Regions from separate parts of the Capra hircus genome. Here region 1 is linked to region 2. Evidence: chromatin contacts called from public Hi-C data. All regions are on one chromosome and are shown on one strand. Each heading gives the region's core, a stretch centred on a gene start, on an enhancer-like site or on the middle of the called end of the contact. The rest is flanking DNA. Distances are from core to core; before and after follow the strand shown.

Evidence for each region. A called contact is a pair of places that touch in the nucleus more often than the background predicts.
Region 1: a contact with region 2 is called in a Hi-C map of blood, with 2.2 times the contacts expected there. The contact joins the enhancer-like site here to the promoter of POLDIP3 in region 2. A contact is called at or near these places in 4 of 5 Hi-C or Micro-C datasets (blood and liver).

The regions. Positions count from the first base shown.
Region 1 is chr5:112,481,312-112,486,246 of ARS1.2, forward strand. No RefSeq gene overlaps it. Among named protein-coding and RNA genes, the nearest start is that of POLDIP3, 39 kb to the left of the region's middle. Within about 2 kb of position 2,065, at least 1 of the 5 cell types and tissues checked has an H3K27ac peak or open chromatin away from gene starts, as enhancers often do.
Region 2 is chr5:112,443,584-112,448,092 of ARS1.2, forward strand. POLDIP3 (polymerase delta-interacting protein 3) reads right to left here and starts at 1,461. Exons shown (of 9, transcript XM_005681134.3): 1 at 1,311-1,461. The coding sequence starts at 1,369.

The DNA of each region.
Region 1 (4,935 bases), core at 815-3,314, 38 kb after region 2:
GAATCCGATAGAGCAAAGGTTGCAAATTGTTGGCTGAAGGTCGGCATCCTGCCCACATAAGAGTCTGCTCTGGGTTTGAGCTTCATTTGAGTCAATTGCCAAGTTAGGATTTCTGGCTTCTTGTGACAAATCTGAGGCTCCTGCCACACCAGCTCCCAGCTGCAGGCCTTGCAGGTGCTGGGGTCGCAACCTCTGGTGCAGCTGATTCTAAGATCCTCCAGAGGTGCTCCCACAGTGTAATTTCCATACTCTTTGCTTCCGGGGAACCGGGAGATGGGTTGTAGGCACGGCTCAGCTCCTAATCAGCTGTCTGATCTTGAGTCAGTCAACAGCCCTCTCCAGGCCGTAACTGTAAACAGGGGTGACACACCCATCTCAGAAGTCTATGGGAAGGGTGAATTGAGGTGTCAGGTGTCAACCTGCTTTACAAAACCAGTTCTATCAACAGGTGGAAACTAGAAGCATCATTACCTGAGTGTTTATGTTATGCTGAACACTAGGCTGAAGCATCCCAACTGAATGAGGCTTCATCCCCTGAGAGACACAGAAGGACCGAGCTGAGAACAGTGGGGAGGAACCCTGGGTCTGGGTCTTTCACTTATGAGTGAAATCAAGGGAGACCTCATCAAGGAGGTGACATTGAGCTGCTGCCACCAGATTCATTCATTCATTTCTCATATCTTTTTTTTTGAGTGCGGGGAGCTATACTGTGTGGCTTACAGGATCTTAGTTCCCGATCAGAGATTGAACCCGTGCCTTCGGCAGCAAAACTGTGGAGCTTTTGGGCCACTGGACCATCAGGGAATTCCCTCCTTCCCCGTATCTTTACTGTGTCCCTTCTCTGTTTCAGGCACTATTCTAGGTGCTGGAGCAGTGAACAAGACAGACAAAAGTGCCTTGGAAGAGCTGACATTGGGGGTAGGTGGAGAGTAAATAAAAAATAAGTTTTAAAAATAGACACGTGACTTCACTGGGAAAAGGAACAGCAGACCAGAGTCACAGGGACACGGGTAGTAGCAGGAGAGTTGCTGTTTTATTTAGGAGCCAGGGAGGCCTTCCAGAGGTGATGTTATTAAAGCAGAGACCTGCAGGAATTCAACAAGTAAGCCCTGTGGATAAAGGGAGAAAGAGCATGCCACACAGTGAGAACAGCAAGTGCAAAGGCCCTGAGGTGGGAGGGTGCTTGGCTCCTTTAAGAAGCAGCAATGATGTCAGTTTGTTCCTTGACTGTGAGGCCACCTTTGATCACTTGGCCCAGCCATGTCTACCAGGCTTCTCCCTATAAAGGTCTTTTCTCCCCGCTTCTTTGTATTTAATGTCATCCATGGAGTGGTCTTTTGAGACTGTGATTACATGATTTGACTTAATCCTCATAGCAGCCCTAAAGCAGTTTTAAAACGTATCTGTAAATTCTTTGACTTTCCCTCTGTTGATAGATGCGAGTGTGCCCCTCCCCTTGAATCTGGGTTCTGTGACTTCTTGACCAATCGAAGCTCTGTTGACTGAGTGACATGCTGCCGTTTGGGTGGGGGCCAGACCAAAAGAGATTGGTGGCTTCCACTTCCTGTCTCTCGGGATGCTTGCTCTTTTTTAAGATTCTTATCGCGGTACACTTGGTTTACAGCATTGTGTTGGTTTCAGGTGCACAGCAAAGTGAATCTGTTATGCGTACATATACGTGCACTTTTTTTAAGATTCTTTTCCCATGTAGACTATTACAGAGTATTGAGTAGAGTTCCCTATGTTATACAGTAGGTCCTGATTAATTAAAATTATATGTATAATCATGTGTTTCTGTCAATCCCAATCTTCCAACGTATCCCGCCACCACCCCTCGGGAGCTAGCTCTTGAAACCCAGCCTCCCTGCTGTGAGGAAGCCCAAGCAGTCCTTGAGAGGTCCTAGAGAGGTCCTTGTGGAGAAGAACTGAGGTCTCTGACCCTCAGCTCAGCTGAGCTCCCCAGCCAACAGTCAATAGCGATTTGCCAATTTGCCAGCCGTGTGAGTGTGTCATCCCGGAAGCAGGACCTCCAGCCCCCGCCCCCCAACCCCCCGCTGACACCTGGGGAGCAGATGAGCCGCCCCCCCCCACAAGCCCTGCTCAAATTTCACATCCATAAGCAAATTAAAAGACTATTGCTGTTGGGCTTCCCCGGTGGCTCAGCGGTAGACACCAGTGCCAGTGCAAGAGACACGGGTTTGAGCTCTGATCCGCGAAGATCCCATATGCTAAGCCCACGGGCCACAACTCCTGAAGCCGGTGCACCTACAGCCCACCATCAGAAGCAAGAGAAGCCATTGGCATGAGAAGCCTGGAGGCTGCAGTGAGGAGTAGCCCCTGCTTGCTGCGACTAGAGACTGACCACACACAGCAGCAAAGACCCAGCACAGCCAAATACAATCAGTCAGTAAATTAAAAAACCAAAGACCACTGTGATTTTGTGCAAACCAAGGGGGAAGGGGGCCAGCCCCCGGTGCCAGGCACTTTGCTTGTGTGGAGAGACAGGATCCGAGACGTCGATCGGGGCTCTGCTTTCTCTCATTTCCCCTGCATTTTTCTCCTTCCCTTTTCATGTGCTCACTGCCCCAGCAGAAAGGCCAGGAGAGTGGAAAGCCAGCAGTCTGGGCCAGGGGGAGGGTTCCTGGCACGCGCAGGGCTCCCTGAGGACACGTGGAGGAGGGAAGGCTCTCAGCCCTGCCTAGAGAGATGGACCCAGGGCTGCACCAAGAGGGGAGAGGCTAAGGGCCGAGGGGTCTGCGTCCAGCACTAGTGCTGGCCCACGGGACACCTTGTATGAGTTAGGGAAAGGCACCTCTTTGGGAGAGGCCCCCACCTCGGCCCCACGCTGGGATCCAGGGCTTGGTGAGTGACCACACTGGGTGTCGAGCTGGGTGTCCACTCGCGCCTCTACTGGGTTCCTGCACAACAAGACAAGGTGGTTCTGCCTGCACCTGCTTCCCGGTGGGCTATATTGCCATAGCACCGGGGTCCTCCCAGTGTACATGGGCCACTGGGGCCCAGGCAGTCCTCCAGAGAAGCCTCTGGGGCACACAGGGGTGGGGGAGAAGCAAAGAGCTGCTCGGTTTCAGCCCCGCATGCTGATTTGTGAAGACACGTGACTAGCAGAAGCCTCTGAGGACTGGTGACCAAGGCTAGCCCCACCCAATTCCTCATCTGAAACTTCCTCCCTCCCCTTCTTACTTTCTTATCTTCTTTCAGATTGTTCAACCTTTGCTTACTGGGAGCTCTGTCAGTTAGTTGGTCCATGTCCCTTTAACACAGTATACGTGTGTGTATGTGTGTGAGTCTTTCCGAAGTTTCTGGCATTACAAAATGCTCCAGGCTCATTCTACATAAGAAAGAAGAAATTCAGTGCTAAGTTGTGTCCAACTCTTGCAGTCCCATAAACTGTAGCCTGCCAGGCACCTCTGTCCTTGGGATTCTCCAGGCAAGAATACCAGAGTGGGTTGCCATTTCCTTCTCCAGGGGAACCTCCCTACCCAAGAATTGAACGCAGGTCTCCCGCATTGCGGGCAGATGCTTTGCCGACACAGGAGCTACACAGGAAGCCCAGACAAGTCCAGACATTCTGTATAATCCCTGCCCTAGTTCTAGGATCAGGCATTTCTCCAAGGAGACCAGGTTCCTTTTATTGGAGAATGGCATTAGAAGCCAAGATCTGGCTGCATGATACTCCATTGTATGGATAAATCCATCCATCCATCCATCCATATTTATGGATATTTGGGCTGTTTTCCACTCATTGGCTATTATGAGTAATGCTACTATGAGCAGCATCTGTGTACAGATTTGTGTACAAATTTGTGTGGGGGCATGTTTTCATTTCCCCTGGTGGCATACCTAGGGGCAGAATTCCTGGGTCATATAATTCTGGGTTTATCTTACTGAGGAGCCACCAGTTAGCTAAAGCAGCTGCACCATTTTCCACAACCACCAGCAGTGTAGGAGGGTTCCAATTTCTCCATCTTCTCACCAATGCTTGTTATCATCTGTCTTTTCGATTATAGCCATGCTAGTGGGTGTGATGTGGTATTGACTTGTATTTCCCTAAGAGCTGATGATCTCAAGGGCATCTTTTTATATGCTTGTTGGACTTCTGTGTACCTCGGAGAAATGTCCACTCAGACCCTATGGGTGGTGTTAGTTGCTAAGTCGTGTCTGACTCTTTGCAACCCCACAGACTATAGCCCGCCAGGCTCCTCTCTCCATGAGATTCTCCAGACAAAAATACTGGAGTGGGTAGCCATTTCCTTCTCCAGAGAATCTTCCCAGCCCAGGGACTGAACCTGGGTCTCTTGCATTGGAGGCAGATTTTTTGCCACATGAGCTACAGGGAATTGCCCACTGTTAATCGGGTTGTCTTAATCACTGCTTTTGGGCGCCCCTTCATTTTGGGGCCTGAGGAGACAGCCTCTCTGGCTTCACCCAGTCCTGACCTTAGTTTTAAAGAAATGAATGGGGGGCAGTGGACTTTAGTGAGGGGGCGTGTTATCAATTCCCAGAAGTTTTGCTTATCAGATGTACGATGAGAATGTGGCAGCCACAGGGATGAGGAGTCCCAACTCTGGTGGGGTTGGATGCCCTGGTGGGTGTCGGGGTGGGGAGCACTGGAGGGCTTGCTTGGCCGATAGAAAAGGAGTGGGAACTATCAGGGTATCTGGGCTTGAAGAGCTGACATAAAACAGGCACAACCTGCTCGCTTTTCTGACACCCCTGTCCCTCCATGCCTGCAGGAGCCTTACTCTGCGCCTCCCCAGGTCACCCCCAGCTGAGCCAGCTCCAGGGTGTTTGTCCCCAAACCGGTTTGTGCCTGTCGCGTCCTCTCTACTGTAACCCTTCAAGTAATACAGTGTTACATAAGCTGCTGAAACTTGAAGGCTAACAGAAGAATTGTGAGGGTTTCTGTGAAAACAA
Region 2 (4,509 bases), core at 211-2,710:
CACTCCAATATTCTTGCCTGGAAAATCCCATGGACCAGAAGAGCCTGGCAGGCGACAGTCTATGGGGTCGCCAAGAATCGCACACGACTGAGCACACAACACAACCACAAGGATAGAGGAAATTAATGCTGCGTGCCTATTATGAACCAGAAACCTCGTGAAGGGCTGGCTGGGGAATCAGGGAGGGGCGGGAGCAGTTGTGGTGGATTTGTGTGTACAGCTTGAGGGTGAGGGATACCTTTCGCACAGTGAAAAGAATCCATTTTCCAGCCACCACACAGGCGGTATTAATAAACATCTGCCGAGTGAACGACTGCCGGAGAAAACAACATCCTTCCTTACAGCCTGGCTTCTCCACAAGGACATCTGAACTAATCTAACGCGTGCTAGAAAACCACTGGCCCAGGTTTCCCATCTCTTTCACATAGATGAACTGGAGCCCTTATAGAGTCTGGAAATGACTACCAATACTTTAAGGGTCCAGAGGAAGTTTGGGTCACAAAACTGCAAGCCAGCTACGCGACTCTTCACCCCGACACAGAACAGGGTTCTCTGAGAGTCATCAAGAAACGGCCGGCCTCCCGCCCCGTCCCGCCAGTTTGTCTTGCCCAAGCCTGAGGCCAACTCTCAGAGCGCACTCGGCCCCGCTCAGAGCTCTCCGCGGCCGCGGGCAAATTCCACCTCAAGCCCCTCACTTGGAAAACATTAATAGCTGGCTGACAGGACTGCGCGCCGGCGAAGCGCCCCCGAGAACCTGAAATGCCTCACAAAGGGCTGAGAGTGTGAACAGCGGGGAACCGGGCGAAGGATTTGGAAATCTTAAAGGTCTGACTTTGGGTCGCAGTTTCGGCAGGAACAGACCCGGAGAGTCTGAGCAAGTCACTTCCCCGAGAAAGTCCAGTCCTGACTCGAAGGCCGCGCGGAGCCCTTGGCGCCGCGCCCGTCTCCTCAGAGGAGGAGGGGGCTGCGCCGGGGAGACCCTCCGGACTCCAGGCAGGCCGCGGGGCAGCGTGTCCGGTCCGCGGCCGCAGCTCCGCCCCCGGCGGGCCGCCCCTCGGGCCGCTAGCACAAGCCCAGCAGTCCTGCCCCTTCATCGGCGGCGGCCCCACCAGCCTCCGCTCCTACAGCCAGTGGGCGGCCGGGCGACCCGGCCCGCGGCGGCGGCGGCGGCCGGGCCAATGAGGAGCGCGGCTGAGGTAGGGGGCGGGCGCAGACTGGCCCTCCGCGTCGCTCCCGGGCCGCTCCCTTCTCCGCCTCAAGCCCCACTAAGACTAGGACCCTGAAACCCGAAGGGAGAAAAGGCCACTCACCGCCCCTTCGCTGCAGCTCCTCGCTTTCGGATGAGCTCGTCCAGAGAGATGTCGGCCATCTTGCACCGCCGAACGAGGCGAGAGCACCTTAGGCTCCCTCAGTCTTCGAGCCCGCCCCTTCGGCCGCTGTGGAGGGACTAGCGGCTTCCGGCGTTCGCCAGATGAACTCTCGCGACAGTTCAGACTGAGAAAGGAACCGGAAGGGGCGGGGCTCTCCCCGTGAACCTTTGCGAGCCGGTTGCTTATCTGCATATTGTGGCCCTACCTTTCCCCCCTCTCTCACAGCTAAAAAATAGTAAAATGAAAAGCGACATAGAACAATGAAATGAATAAGGCAGCCTTCAACGAACAAAGTACAGGCTTTAACGTTCCACTTTTATACTCACCGTATTGCTAATGAGATTTGGACTCGTTACCTAGGAAGTAAGCCAGTTACGTCTTTATGCCTTAAACTTATGAGTAAGGAAAATAACGATTCGGGGTGACGCCCGAATCCTCACTGCTAATGTGAGACGAATTTTTGAGCGGGTAAAGGTTGCCCCTAAGGTGACCCGCCTACTTTGCGGGATGCCTGGGAGTTGCGATCTGCCCGTCCCCCTTATACTCTAAAAAGTAGAATGGTTTGGGTGTGTATGTATGGGATTAAGGTTGAAAATAATCATCGGTAGTACGTTTGTTACGGGTTATTTACAGCGAACAATTTGTTCCTGTGTTCTTTAAGGGGATTGTGTGGACGGCTAATATTTTTAACGTTAGCTGTTTGTGTTTGAATGCAGCTCCCGGTCTCACGTGTCTTACTTTCAGGCTGTATAACGTTCAGAAGCCAGCCGTTTTTCCTTCCTGTGTATATATGTCTTCCTGGTCTGTACTGTGAGAGTGGGGCAAACAGCACAGGCTTTTTGCGATCTAAGTATGTAACATATGGAATTGCCTTTTCGTTGAACCGCCTGCCCTGACCCTGGCATGAGATGGGTAGTCAATCGTATCTGAGGAGTTAATGAAACCCGGCTTCCTTGTGGTTCAGATGGTAAAGAATCTGCATATAATGCCGGAGACGCGGGTTCAGTCTCTGGGTTGGGAAGCTGTCCTGGAGGAGGGATAGGGCATGGCAACCCACTCCAGTATTCTTGCCCGGAGAATCCCAAGGACAGAGGAGCTGGTGGGCCGCAGTCCATGGAGTCGCAGAGTCGGACACGACTGAGACATTAACACACACAATCAATGGAAAATACAGGCGATGCCTTGAGCACAGTGCCAGGCACGGACTAAGTGCCCTATGAGTCACTACCGTTATTCTTTTCTAGGTCCCGCGAGTGGAGTTAGTTACTCTTGACAGCACCACAACACAATAAAAAATCCGGCGTCGGAAGGTCTGTGGAAAAACGAGCTGGTGAAGCCGGAGGGGGTCTGAGATTGGGCTTCAGACGGAGAGGGAAAATCCAGGTCGCCTCTGCACTGCCGAGACTGGGTGCCGGCCCCCTAAACTACTAGAGTAGGGTCCTTAACTGATACTATATCTGACAGTGAGCGGAATGGCCCTCCACCAGGAAGATTTCGTAACTCTGGGGTCGCACTTGGCGGCCCGGGCGGCGGGGATCCGGTCACGTGAAGGATGCACAGGGTGGGGCGTCCCGCTGGCCCTCCTACGCCGGAGACGTCCCGGGGCTGGAGGTGCGGGTTACGATTCTCTGGGTCGGGGTTTCGCTCCGTTTCTTGCACGAACACACAGGACTTTTTGCCCGGTGAGGACACACATGGATTGCCAGCAGTGCAGCTGCGCTGTAGCCAAAGGTACTGACTCCTGCTTTCCTTGGAGACTAAGCAAGGATTGTGCCCAGGCCTGGGAGAACCGCACCGTGGAGGCAAAGCCCGGGAGGCGAGACTGCGCCGGGCGGAGCCCTTGTGCCTGGGCTCAGACCGGTGCTTCCTCCGGGGCCTGCGCCCAGCACTGACATGCTGAAATGTGCATCACTTTATACATTCCTTTTTTTTTTTTTTTTTTAATGGCCCAACGGCATGTGAGATATTCTTTCCCCGACCAGAGATGAAATTCTTTACCCGCTGCAGTGATAGCACTGTCTTAACCTACTGGATCGCCCCTTTTACTTTTTTTTTCCCTTTTATGATTGGAGCTTTGCGTTGACTTCTAAAAAATTCCGCATGGGTAGGTGATATCTATCACCTGTGAATTCACTTCAGGAGAGTAAAGGGGCTGTTAAAGCGGAAGTTGCTCAGTCTGGCTGGACTCTTTGCAACCCCATTGACTGTAGCCCACCAGTCTCCTCTGTCCATGGCACTATTCTTGCCTGGAGGAGTAAGTTGCCATGCCCTTCTCCAGGGGATCTTCCTGACCCAGGGATCAAACCCAGGTCTCCTGCATTACAGGCAGATTCTTTATCTGGACCCTGAATGAAGGAACTCCCTTCTCTACCTGTAGCCTCCACAGGACAAGGTGACACCTGCCTCACCTTGGGCCACCCCGCCTCACCACCCTGAAAACCACTCACTGCCCTCAGCCTCAGTCTCTCTGTGGGAGAGGGGGGCTACTTTTTCCTACTGCTTTCAGGGTGTCCAGAGGAGAGCGTACAATGGGAAAGACTGGGGTCACATGGGGTTGTCTGAAGTTAGGACTGGGCACACTTTCTGACACAACGGAGATGATCTGTGCAAGACTGAGTGTGAGGGATGCTTGACTCCCAGGGTCCACACTCTGTTTTCCAGGAATCTATCCTAAAAGAAACCACCAGAGAGGAGGCTGAAGATAGCCACTGTGACTTACAAAATCTGCAAACTGGAAACAGCCAAACTGTCCAACAGCAGGGCTCTGCTACACAAAAAGCCGTGATCTGTCCGGCTTCTGGCGAGTTTCTGACCACACAGAGGAAGCATACCTGCCATTAGGGTGAGCAGTGGCCACACAGTGGGCCGTGTGGTTTCATCTCAGTTGTGTTTGCCTCTGGATGTCCACTATTTCCCTGGGTATAGTTTTTATTTTTCCTGCATATAGATTTTTTTCCTGTGACTTATTTCTTTTCCTGTGTATATCTTTCTGTACTCTCCACAAATTTTCTTTTTTTTTTTTTTGGCCGTGATGCAGAACCTGTGGGATCTTGTTCCCTGACCAGGAATAGAACCCGTGCCCCCTGCAGTGGAAGCAGGGAGTGGAAGAACAGCCAAGGAGTTCCCCAAAGTTCCACTA